Linked DNA regions of Mus musculus: region 1 is linked to region 2. The links are chromatin contacts, called in public Hi-C maps. All regions are on one chromosome and are shown on one strand. Each heading gives the region's core, a stretch centred on a gene start, on an enhancer-like site or on the middle of the called end of the contact. The rest is flanking DNA. Distances are from core to core; before and after follow the strand shown.

What was found. Hi-C and Micro-C count contacts between places; a contact is called where the count stands out from the background.
Region 1: a contact with region 2 is called in a Hi-C map of muscle stem cells, with 1.8 times the contacts expected there. The contact joins two enhancer-like sites. A contact is called at or near these places in 2 of 484 Hi-C or Micro-C datasets (muscle stem cells and nephron progenitors) and 3 of 115 datasets of contacts at active chromatin or transcription factors (embryonic stem cells and regulatory T cells).

What each region holds. Positions count from the first base shown.
Region 1 is chr13:51,152,149-51,158,341 of GRCm38.p6, forward strand. It overlaps Spin1 (spindlin 1), which reads left to right. Exons shown (of 6, transcript NM_146043.4): 6 at 1-414. Among named protein-coding and RNA genes, the nearest start is that of Nxnl2, 16 kb to the right of the region's middle. Within about 2 kb of position 3,778, at least 28 of the 459 cell types and tissues checked have an H3K27ac peak or open chromatin away from gene starts, as enhancers often do. A contact at or near this core is called in muscle stem cells, where this site is marked.
Region 2 is chr13:51,020,246-51,027,081 of GRCm38.p6, forward strand. No RefSeq gene overlaps it. Among named protein-coding and RNA genes, the nearest start is that of Gm32613, 32 kb to the left of the region's middle. Within about 2 kb of position 3,211, at least 74 of the 459 cell types and tissues checked have an H3K27ac peak or open chromatin away from gene starts, as enhancers often do. A contact at or near this core is called in muscle stem cells, where this site is marked.

The DNA.
Region 1 (6,193 bases), core at 2,528-5,027, 130 kb after region 2:
CAAATTGTAGTGCCTGAAAACACTTAACACTGATTGTCTAAGAGATGAAAGTCCTCCAAAGATGACACAGGAAAAATACTACAAGTAATTGTGGTGGAAATGTCTGTGTTCCTTGGGAATGCTGCGCTCTCTGTAGTTTCCATCATTGGTGCAGTTCGAACGAATGAGTAGAGTTCAGAGGTCTTCGTGTTCACATTTAAAACTAGATAAATGACCTCATTTTCTTGAGCTTGAATTCATTTTTAATTTTAATTTTATTTTATACAACGTGTAGACGGTTCCCTGTTCTCTGCATTTAGAAGTATACACAGTACAACTGTTAATTCTGTAAGTAATTTTTATAATTATGATGTAACTCTTATCCTTCCTTAAAACATTAAAATAAACCCTTTATGTGCAACTTGTGGCTGTGAACTTTGTGCTGCTGTGTTGAATCTGCTGAAAGGGGTCTGGAAGTCAGGCAGTGTTTCCACCACATGGAAATGTCAGGGTTGATAGAAAAAGAAGGAAATGAAGGTTTGCTTGAGCGGTGACAGCAGTGCCATCTGATCTGGGCCGGCATTGCTGTCATCTCGGATCTAACTGTTGATGTTTTGATTTGACATTAATAAGAAATGTTAGTTAACCCCGACTTTTAAACTTCAAGCAATCACTGTACATAGAACTCGGTAATGTTTGTGGAGTGTTTTCATACCTACCCATTCTTCAAATATTGCCTCCAGTGCTTTTTGTTCTTAAATACAAGTCGGTGAGACTTGGTAGTGTAAGATGCTATTAGCACCTGTGCTCTGCCCCATGGGAATCTGAATCCACACAGTAAGTAGAGAGTGAGCAATGTTCTTAAATAGAATCTTTTTTAGTGTCTCTGTATTTATCCTGACCAATGTAAACTGTGTTTAAGGCTAAGATAGAGACATTTCCTGCATTCTTCTGCTGTTAGAATGGTTGTTTGGTGGCTTCAGGGCTTGGTACTACTGGGGTCACAGTGAGTGGCTGCAGCCAGGCCTGTCAGAATCTATCTAGCACATGAGTCACTGTGCTATGTACAGTAGATACTGCTCAGTAAATATTTTCTGGAAAAAGTAATAAAATGTAGTCTGAAGGTTGGGCACTCCTAGCCAATGAATCGGGTATGTATTTAAATAAGCTGTGGCTCTGTGGAAGACTGGGAAGCTAAACTGATGACAAAAGCGTTTAATACTAATGAGGCTTGAGGAGATGTTTTCTTTGTAAGGGCTTTGCTGACAACCCTTTTGGAGTGTTTCGTCATTTTATTACTAATAACCCTTTTCTCCCTCCTTTGAAGAGCAAGGCAGAGCAAGGCATGGAGACTCTATCCGGTATTTTAGAGGAGTGTGGACTTTACCCTGTATTGTCTAGGTCTCTTGAGGCCTTAGGCTTAATCATTAATTACTTCAGTAATCAGTACTTTAATGCCTCCTGGATCTTTTTTTTTTTTTTTTTTTTTTTAAAGGACTTAGGAGTTGATGGTTAGAAAGATAATGCATGCTTATATGCCTGTATTTTGAGGTAAAGATTCATGTTACCCCAGGCTGGCCTCAAATCCGTAATTTTCCTGAATGCCAAGGTTACAGGTGTGAGTCACCGCCACCCCTTGCACGGAAGTGTGTTGAACTTGATCCACAGTTTTCTTGGCCTCTAGGATTCAGGCCTTTTGTTTCTCTGTGACTTTAAGAACTGGTTCCAGAGTTGCTCTCAATTTATTTGCTCATTCGGTGGCTTTGTGTGTATTCTCTGTGTGTACTTGTTAGTGTGGGTAACTCCAGTAGGGCCTGGAAGTAGAAGGCAGGTGGGTTTGTCTTGATTTCTCCCTGTTGTATTTGACAGTCTCCTACTGAAGCTTCAAGTCACCAGTTCATCTAGGCTGACCGGCCAGCCAGTGAGCATCAGGGATCCTAGCCCGCTCGTCTCAACTCCCTCACTTTGGGGTTACAGATTTGTGCAGCCACCGCTGACTTTTTACATATGTCCTGGAAATCCTGACTCGGGTCCTTCTCTTGTAGAAGATACTTTCTAGACCATATTCTTTCCCTATCCTATTTTGGATTTTGGACACCAGATTTCACAGCCCAGGCTGATTTCAAACTCCTGATCCTCCTGAGTGCTACAATTGCAGGCATGCACCATCATGCCTAGTCCAGTGTTATTTTATTTTATTTTTTGGGGGGTTTTTCGAGACAGGGTTTCTCTGTGTAGCCCTGGCTATCCTGGAACTCACTCTGTAGACTAGGCTGGCCTCAAACTCAGAAATCCACCTGCCTCTGCCTCCCAAGTGCTGGGATTAAAGGCGTGCGCCACCACCGCCTGATTCCAGTGTTATTTTTAAAGAGTTATGTCGTGAAGGGAATTTCTTAGGTCCAGCGCATGCCTTCTCTAATGTTTATGCTGTGCCCACACCGGTTTTCAGCTACAATGTTTCAGAGAACCAGTCATTCCTGATCGACAGCTGTCTTTAGATTGGTTAAGACTGGAGCCAATAAGCCACAGCAGGTGGGTCTGCTCTGGGCCGCATGCTTCATTAGGTGAGATCACAGTTCCTGCCCACCAGCACGGAGGATCTTCTACCTGCATGGCCCCACATGGCATTTGCTGGCCCAGTGGTTGAATAGGCTCATCCTGATTCTTGCAGTGTCGTGGCTCCTTTGACTTAGTCCATCATAAGTTGACTTCAGAGTTTGGTTTCTGCGCCAGAACTGTGGAAGCTGACTGAAGAGAAAGGATTCAAGGCCAATTTATATACGCGTCATTTTACTCAGTCAAAATACCTTAATGGAGCGAAATAAATAGGTATGTGGCTAATCTTGCTATTTCTCTGTTTAGTTGTGTTTTTGCAAATAATGTGAACTGATAAAAGTATGACATCATCTAACCTCAGAGACAGAAGAAATGGCTTCTAAGATTGTTTCTGTTACATGTTTTGGGAGGATTTGGTTGGTTTGTCTTATAAGACAGTCTGTTGTGTTCCAGGCTGGCTTTGAACTCACTACCTTGGTCCTTCTGTCTCCACCTCCTAAATGCAAAGATTATAAGTGTGTACCAACATGCCAGATTTATGTTAAGACTCAAACTTAGGACGTCATGCTTGCTGGGCAAGCACTGTCCTCACTGAACCACAGTCTCTGTGACATGTTTAGAAGTTGTCAGCGGAGTTCCCTGATGTTATGCTGAGCGACTTGGAAGCCATGATGGGCAGCTGCTGGACTTCACAGATAAATAAATGAACAGGGCTTTGTAAGGACTAGCCTTTGGCAGGGATTTGGCACACTGGGCTCTGCTCTTTAAAACATTTCTGAGCCTCTTACAGGATTTTCTTGATCATCTCTGAACACTTAGTTCTTTTATATGTAAATAATAGGACTGTCTGTTTGTGAGAGAATAAACTTATTTTTGCTAAATTTCAGAAACAGAGTAAAGCTATCCAGAGGTCAGTGCGTCATGGTGCCTGCTCTGAGTGCTGCTACGTGAACAGACTTGCTAGGCGGCTCTGCCGGGACTGTCACTGCTAGAGTGGATGGTGATGTGTGACATTTGTGACATCCAGGGTTCTTTCCCGTGTTGCACGGAGGAGCCAGTACCAACAGGCATCCCAGTCCTTGTGAGAGAGCAGCTCTGGAGTGTGGCTCTTAGAAAGGGAAAGTAAAACACAAATGGCTTGCAGTTGCTGCCTTAGTAGACGCTGCGGTAGTACTTCAAAAGCTTAAAAGGGTTGGCAGTCTGTACAACAGAGTGCTGGCTGGCTAGCAGCCACAGTGTTCCTCCAGATCCTCAGAACCCTGGTCAGGCCGATTGCTGGCTAGGCGGTCCCAGTGGCGACTCCTCTGGTGCCCCACGTGCACTGTCCTTCACTCTCGTCATGCATGAAACATGGGCGCTTCCAGTCCATCCCATGACTATCAGAAAAACCCCCAAATTCTCATTTCTGTCTATAGGATGTGGAAGTTTCTTTTTTAAAGTGTATGGGGGAGGGCCTCAGTGGCTCTCTGATACTGTGGAGGAGGACTGCACAACCCCTTTGTGTGTCCTTCATGAAGGACATGGGTAGAAAGAAGCCACAGTCTTTGCCAAAATACCACAAGAATGGCGTCAGCCTCGTTGCTGATGTTGCTCCCCTCCGAAACCTTCGGATCCTCAGGACTACTGATGTCCAGGCTTTGGTTAGGATATTCCCCATTGAACTCTGCCTACAGCCTTCAGCCATTTTTCTAGTGCAAAGTGCCAGACAGAGTCTTCCACATTTCACCCAGAAGCCAGCATGGTGAGGGCTTTCCCACAAGTACTCTGACTTGGTACCAGTTTCTGTCTTAGTTACTTTTCTCTTGCTATGATAAAGCACCATGACCAAGGCAAATTCTAGAAGGAAGGGGTGGGTTTGGGGTTAGGGTTCCAGGGTGTCAAGAGTTCATCACATGGCAGGGTCACTGTGTGGTGCCTGGAGCAGCAAGCAATGAGGAATAGAGTGTGGTCTTAAACTTCCAAGCCCATCCTCCAGCAAGGCCACACCTCCTAAACCTACCCACATACCCACTCTAATATAGTGCCACTAACCAGAGAGCATGTATTCAAATGTTAGAGTCCATGGGGGAATCTCACTTGGCCCACCTCACGTCTGGCTTTGGGTTTTGATACATTAACTTGCTGAATGGGATTTACTGTTGCAACAGGCTTCTGGGACCTACCTTTTGGCATCTCCCAGCACAGCGGTTATATTGCTGTACCCAGTGTTCGTTCTTTCGTTCGTTCACTCATTCATTCACTCATTCATTCATTCACTCATAGGTTCTAGAAGTCCAAGCTCAGGTCCATGCTTGTGTGGGGAGCACTTTCACCCACCACAACAGCTTGCTGGCCCACAATTCCTCATCCCTTAAACCGCTCTGGCTTTATAGTATCCAAGTGGGGCCGAAGAGTAAGGTGCTGGGTTTTTTTGTTTTTTTTTTTTCTGGGTGCCATATTCAGGGTGACTGGACAAACTATCTTTTTTTTTTTTTTTTTTTTTTTTTTTTTTTTTTTGGATACAGGTTCTCACTGTGTATCCCAATCTGATTTGAGACTCTTCCCCCTGCCTCAGCCTCTCTGTACTAGGATTGCAGGTACACTACTTAATCCTTGTCCCTCCTCCTCCCCCCTACCTGTGAGGAAATGCTAGCTTGATGGTGTCGATGGGGATACTGTGAGATTTCATCCAACTCGTTGTGGAAAGGTTAATATATCTTGAGGAAGGAAGCTGTTAACGTGGGGCTTCAGTGAGCCAGGGCTGTGTTGATGTTTTCTTTACACTGTAAAAAGAAGAGTAGCTTTGATTTCATCTATATGGTGGCTTAGTTCTGAACTGAGTTAAATTTTCTTTTCACAGTTAATATTAGGGGCCTTCAATAAACACATGATTTGTTCATCTGAGACAATTATTTCCCCCCAAGAAAAGAGATTCCTTTGTAACAAGAGTTTTTAAGTTGAAAATGATGTCTGTACAACTTCCTCTTTTTTTTTTTTTTTTTTTTTGTTTTGTTTTGTTTTGTTTGTTTTTCGAGACGGGGTTTCTCTGTGTAGCCCTGGCTGTCCTGGAACTCACTTTGTAGACCAGGCTGGCCTTGAACTCAGAAATCCGCCTGCCTCTGCCTCCCAAGCGCTGGGATTAAAGGAGTGTGGCACCATGCCCCGCTTTTTTTTTTGGTTTTTGTTGTTGTTGTTTTTTTCTGTACAACTTTGTTAACACTAAGAATTCTTAGTTAAGAATCACTTAAGCAGGGCTGGAGAGATGGCTCAGAGGCTAAGAGCACTGATTACTCTTCAGAGGTCCTGAGTTCAATTCCCAGTAACCACATGGTGCCTCACAACCATCTGTAATGGGATCTGATACCCTCTTCTGGTCTGTCTGAAGACAGCTACAGTATACTCATACATAAAATAAAAAAAAAATCACTTAAGCATAATTTTGTGCTTTTTTTTTTTAAGGGGTGTGTGTGAGTGAGTGTGCAAGAGAGTGTACTTGTGTGCTCATAAGTGCTCAAGGAAGCCAGTGGGAATCCCTTGAAGCTAGAGTTATGGGAATTGTGAACTGCCTGATGTGAGTGCTCAAAACAGAACTGCAGTCCTCTAAGAGCAGCAGGCATTCTTAAAGCTGAGCTATCGAGAACCCCTTTGATGGTCTTTAATGGCAATACTGTAAGGGTTC
Region 2 (6,836 bases), core at 1,961-4,460:
CTCCATGGTTGCAAGGCAAGCTATTTACTGACTGAACCACACTCCAGCCCCGTGGAGTTCCTCAATACAGATATTCCTTGATGTGTGATGGGTTGGGTTCCCCATAAGCCCATTGTAAGGAAAAAAAAATTCCAATTTGAAAATCCATTTAGTGTACCTAGCCAATGGGTTCTGAACATACAGGCAAACCTTGGACAAAAGCCTGCAATGCATGCCCGGAATAACTCGGGGAATTTTTTTGTTTAAGATTTATTTATTATTATATATGAGTACACTGTAGCTGTCTTCAGACACACCAGAAGAGGGCATCAGATCTCATCGCAGATGGTTGTGAGCTACCATGTGGTTGCTGGGATTTGAACTCCGGACCTTTGGAAAAGCAGTCAGTGCTCTTAACCGCTGAGCCATCTCTCCAGCCCAACTCGAGGAATTTATTGCACACTTGTATCCTCAAAATGCTGCCACACAGCACACTGTGGAGTGTTGGTTGTTGTCTACCTTGTTCTAGGGCTGGCAGGGACCTGCAGCTTTAGCCATCAACTCTGTGTGGTGTGTGTGTGTGTGTGTGTGTGTGTGTGTGTGTGTGTGAGAGAGAGAGAGAGAGAGAGAGAGAGAGAGAGAGAGAGAAAGAGAGAGAGAGGTGAGAGAGAGAGAGGAGAGAGAGGGTGAGAGAGAAAGAGACAGGAGAGAGAGAGGAGAGAGAGAGAGAGAGAGGTGAGAGAGAGACAGAGAGGTGAGAGAGAGAGAGGGAGCGAGAGCCCTATATTTCGAGTTTAAAATCATCCTGAGATACATGAGATCTTGTCTCAAAAGGGAATAAAAGGAAGAAAAAAGAAAGGAAAGACAAATGGATTGTTTACAGATGTGAAATATCTGCAGCCACGTACCCAACGAAGACCTTGTAACTATAATATACAGAGCCCTAAAATTCAACAATTCAAAAAAAGATCATTTAAGAAATGGCCGGGCAGTGGTAGCACACGCCTTTAATCCCAGCACTCGGGAGGCAGAGGCAGGCGGATTTCTGTGTTTGAGGCCAGCCTGGTCTACAGAGTGAGTTCCAGGACAGCCAGGGCTACACAGAGAAAACCTGTCTCGGAAAAACAAAAAACAAAACAAAAGATCATTTAAGAAATGAAGGCACATGCAGGCATTTAACCAAAGTGGTCATGGAAAAGCGTTTGGATCATTAGCTCTTCCGGCCACAGTCAATTTCAGCGCAGATTTACATCCAAATGGCTAAAATGAGAAATAAGCATGATCCGAAACACTGGTGAGGTTCCAAGGAACCTTGGCCTCTCGTATATCTCACGTAATAGAAAATGAAACACGTGCTCTTCAGAGTAACCTCTGGATTCTTACAAGCTAAGCCTCACGTACCTTAAGACTCAGCCATAGTATGCTTGAGCATTTATTCTAGAAAACTGGAGGAAAAGAAGGAGGGAGGGAGGGAAGGAAAGAGAGGAAACTGTTAGGATCAAACAAGCTCTCCATAAGATCACGTGACTCTCTGGAGAAGCCATCTCCAGCCAGCTTCTGACCACCCTATAAAAAGGTTCCTCTCTCTGCAGGAAAGAAAAATGAGACCCAAAGAGAAAACTACTGAGAGGCAGTGGTGGAGATCATGGACAACAAAGCTGGCCTGCCTGGCTCCTGCTCTCAGTACCCCGTCTTGTACCCCCAAACTCTCTGTGTTTATTAAATCAGCACCTGCCTGCTTGAGTCTTAAATGAGACTCTGCCTGCCTGGCCAATTGAAACCTACCTTCCTTGGGTGCACCGCTCAATATGGAAATGTTTGTGATTTAAAGCAGTAGGCAAATAATAGATTTAAGTCTGCTCAGAGTGGTGTGGGCTGTAAAGCTGAGAAAACAAACGCAAGAAGACTCTCCTCGGGGAAAGCTTGCAGCTAGCTACCTCAGATGGTCAGTTCCAACTGGAAAAACCTCACCCAGTACATCCCAAATGGAGCCATAGTCCCCTAAGTACCAGCCCTTGCTCCAACCTGGGTATTTCAGTGGCTTCTGATGTAGGAGGAGGGTGACCCCGGGGTTTCTGCCCAAAGCTCATGCTCCCTGTAATAGCACTGTCTGGGAAACAGCACCCCACAAGGAAAGGCTGGGAAGGACTGGAGGGTTCTGGGGACCCAGGAAGGGAAGTGTGGCTGGCTGCAGATCAAGAGGGTTCCCATCTGCCTGCAGTTCAGGAGTTCCTCCGTAAAGGTCAGTAGGAACAGTGGAGAAGGCAATCTAGCAGCCCTACACATCAAACAATGCAGCTGGCTGTTTACAAGACCCCACAGGAACCCCTGGTGGGACGGCCTATCCAGTGTGTTCAGAATCACAATTACACAAAGAAATCAAGGCCAGATTTTCCTTTATTAACTTCAGTGTGCACAGAACACAGTTTAGCCATGTAAAGCCTTGGGTCCTCCCCAAGTACAGTCAGGCAGCTTGAATGGCTTTGGGACGCTTCCTAAGTCACCAGAACAAGCTTGTTGTCGCTCAACTTGTAGCGGAATGTAGCACCCCGATTGAAAAGATCTCCTGTCACTCTGTCTTGCTTCCTTAGGGCTGGCTACCAAAAAGCTAGCTCTCCAGCCCTTGGCCCAGGTCCTTCCCGGTGGCAACTGAGGAACTTTCCTGTTTCTAAATTTCCTGCCGCAATTGAGCTCCGCCAGCTTCGAGGGATGCCCAGAAGCCAGGCTTAGCGGATGGATTCCCTGAAAGGCAGGAAATGGGAGCCAGGCTCTCTCCAGGCTCTCTGGGGCTTAGTTTGCCTTCTCTGGCACTTGAAAGGATGAGGTCATTGCTGTGACTGAGTGGTGGAGAAAAGCAGAGAAACAGAGACCAACCACTCAGCTCTGAGAAAGCACTGGGAAAGCCAAGGTTTTAATCAGGGGCCTTAAATCAGTCATTCATGTTTAGACGCTGCTGAGTTCCCATGGCATGGTTTCCGGATCTAACCTCAGTTTTAAAGCCTAAGTTTGGCTTGTCAGTGAGAATGCCAAGCACACCCAAGCTTTGTAATAAGAGCCCCGAAAAGGAAATCCTCGAAAAAGGAAACATTTAAATCATGCTTCTCTTGGGTAATTTTGTGAAACAACAAGAACCAACGCAAAAACTCAAAACTTCTATTGATAGAGATTCAAGGCCATCTGTGGCTTTGAGGACAGTTCCCGACCAGCCTGAACTAGAATGAGCCGCCCTGAAGCCTGAATCCTCTGTGTCTCAGACGGGATCAGGATCATCCGGGACTCAGTGAGGCCTGGCCTAGCGCTCAAGAGCAGGGACCCTGACTTGGTGTTTCCTTGTTCGCACGACACAGAACAGCTCTTCAGAAGGACAGCTAAACCATCCCTGACAGCCGGAGAGTTAGAGAGAGGGTGGCTGTCACTGAGACAGCCCTCTGCTCTCTGCCCTCTACCCCCTAGGTCTTGCCCGGCAAATGTCAAGCGCCAGCGTTTTACGTATTGGCCTGCCAGACTTCATGGAGCTTTCCCTGGTCCCCATGGGTGCAGTGGGGTTGTGTTTTGATGTATTATTGTTAATGTATGTGTGTGAGAGAGGGAGACAGAGAGATAAAGAGACAGAGATAGAGACCGAGAGGCAGAGACAGAGAGATAAGAGAGATGTGTGTGCGTTCAGGCACATGCACACCATCTGGGATGTGGGGGAGTCACAGGACGACTTGCTTGCAGTTGGTTCTCTCTTTCAACGCTCTTGAGACTAAACCGGAGCTCTGAGCTCTCCAGCGTATGCCATTGTTGCTGTTGTTTGCCACGCCGCCACCGCCTGCTTTCTCCAAGCTGGCCTGCAAGCTGCTTCTTCACCCTCCTGTCTTGACCTCCCATCTGTCCACAGGAGTGGTGCGCTCCACCACATCTGGCTTTTATGTGAAGTCCAGAGATCTCACAGTACAGTTTTTATTAGTTTCTTTCTTTTCTTTTTTTAAGTTTTTATTTTATAGTTTTGTTTTGTTTTGTTTTGTTTTTGGCAGTTCTAGGTTGATCACAAAGTGAAACAAAAGTAGAGTTCTCCCTTAACCCATAACCTTCCCCATTCCCAACATCTCCACCAGCACGGCGCACTTGTTACAACTGATGGGCCTTCATGGCCACTCCTTATTACTCAAGTCACAGTTTACTTCAGTGTCCCGTGAGAGGCTTTTCTGGGGAGACAACACACATCCCTTACTCACCCAGAAAGGGAATCCACAACAGGCAAAAGTAACAATTGCCCCAAAGTGCAATTCTGTGAACCACTGAGTGTTTACTGGGGTCAGAACAGGCTGTGTGGGTGAGGGGTTGCTTACGGAGACAACAACAACTCAAAAGTGGGCACTGATCAAAACTCCCCAGACTGTCTTGAGCTCTCCTCAGGCAATGGAAAGATCTCTCCACAGCTTGCTTGTCAAGAGTCTCTTTCCCCATCGGATGTTTACTCCTGTAAAGCTGGGAGAAACCTTGAGAATCTTCCCAGATGCTACCTTCCAGGACTTGTAACATTTTGTTCAACTCTGGAGTCTCTGGAGCCTCCCTCTCTCCTGCAGACAATGTTTCTGTTAGGAGGGCACGGATCAACAAGAGGTGGACTTCGGTGGGCCTAATTCTATTAAACAACAGTTTCCCTGCCTGAAAAAGTCTCCGTGCCCACTCATTCACCACCCTCGATCCCCAAGCTCCCCCAACCCCAACCCTCGGAGAGGGAGGATGGAAGGATCCTGAGACTCGGAACACGGAGGTGAAAAAGTTACAAGATTCATAAGGCCCTTGCCAATGGCCATGGCTGTACGAACAGTAAACAGTTGTTGGGTGGGGAGAAGCGAAGCGGCTTACAAGTTGTCCAGGGCTTGCGGCTTTGCTAGGGCGAGCTTCTCATGCAACCTCAGAGTAAGCCTGATAGAGTCTCTGGTTCATAAACTGGACCTCAGCACCCGAATCTCTTCTTCGGTCCTGTGCCGGAGGTGAAGAGATGCTCGTTTACTTCTTTTTAGGAAAATCCCACAACACCATGTTCCTCCCTCTTCCAGACAACCACTTATCTCCTTGCTATTTTCCAGAAACTCACAGAGCTGGAACCAGCTCGTAGCTGCTCCAGACAGCATCTTTCATCAATGGCTTCTTATAGGTGCATTGCTTCTTTGAGACCATACGACTGTCTCCTTGTGGGAGATGAAAACATACACTCCTTGCTCAAAATCACTGAGAATTTCAGGTCAGCTACAGTAAAAAAATAAACTAAGAATGGGGCCGCTAGCCCCATGAACCTGAGGAGTCAGCCATGATACCGGCCCGGCTGAACAAGATTTTCCAACAGGCACCCTCCTCCTGAGTGGGCTCTGTGTGTTCTCCACATTCCATAGATCTTAAGCATGGAAGCTGAAGAGTCTGTTAGTTTTTGTTGCCAGCATTTCCAATCATGTCAGCATTCATACACTTCTTCCTTAAAGAAAAACAAATTAAAAGCCAGAAAGGACAAGACTGGAGAGATGGATGACTCAGGGATTAAGGGCAGTTACCGCTCTTGCAGAGGACAGTTTTACTCCTAGCATTCATGAGGGGTGCCTTCAAGTAGCCATGACGTGTGAAAGACAGTGAGAACCTGGAAGCCAGCACGACTGTTTGACACGGCCCAGCACAGCAGAGCTGGATGCTGTCTCGCCACTGTCTTTAACCTTGGGTTTCTGATCTCTACTTGTTGCTTTGGGGGGGGGGGGACTTTATACATTATGATTCCTTTATGTCTTTTCCCCAGAAAATTATTTCTGCTCTCAAGGAAGTAACCTCATCTGTCCCTCCTCGGGAGTCTTCCTTGCCATGGAGATTGCCCTGTTCTCTTGGCACATCTGCCCCTGAGCAAACTGAGAAACAAGAGATTTGGCGACAGATCCGATGACAGACTTCCTCCTGTATGTAGTCTACAGGACACTGCCACCAGAAAATAAAAAAAAACTAAGAACAAAGTTAGTTTGCCTAAAACAACCTTTAATGATATATAGAGAGATTATATAAAATTAACATAAAAGAAATGTAAGAATTTGCCGATCATAAGAAGACTAGCTCACACTAAGTTACAGTGAGGTCTTTTGAATAGAGCAGGCCAGCCCGTGGCTTGGAGGAGCTTTCAGATTTTTAGCTAAGCTAATACACAAGCTGTCCTTCAACCACTATGCAGTGTTCCAGGCTTGGGAACTGCCTAGACTGACTCAGATATTTTTCGGTCTGTTTAAAGTTTCAGTTTCCTGAAGAACAGAATGTCATAAATGCTGACGTAGTCTAAAATGATTTGAGATTGATAAGACCTCTTCTCTCTGTACTTGTAACACTTGTCCAGGGACAAGAATGGTATGATCTGTATTATTTTTTTAATCATAAGTTTGTCTCTTTTGTGGGATCTGTATAAATAAATAAACGTCTTGGTTGCCAGTCAGTCAGAGATGTAAGGTTCAGTGCTCTCTTCCGCCTGACCTTTATCTCCTCTTCTGGAACCTGTCTGACTGCTGCCAGGAAGTGTCTCTCGGCTGTCTGTCACCATAGCTTCAGGTGATCTGACACCCTGGTACACTTTTCAAAAGGGAAAATGGACAAAGTCAAGGTCTGGGCTGATCTCTTCCTTAATTTTACCCAAACATTGCCAAAATAGAGCCTATGCAGTAACTGGCTAGGTAGCACACCTCACTGGCCCATGGGAAGTTTTTTTGGTTTTTTGTTTTGATTCATACTTATACCTTGAGCATAGTCCTCTTCCTTTTTCTCCTCTTCTTCCTCCTTCTCCTCTTTCTCCTCCTACCTTCTCCTTCTACCTCTCCCTACCCCCTCCACCCCTCCACCCCAAC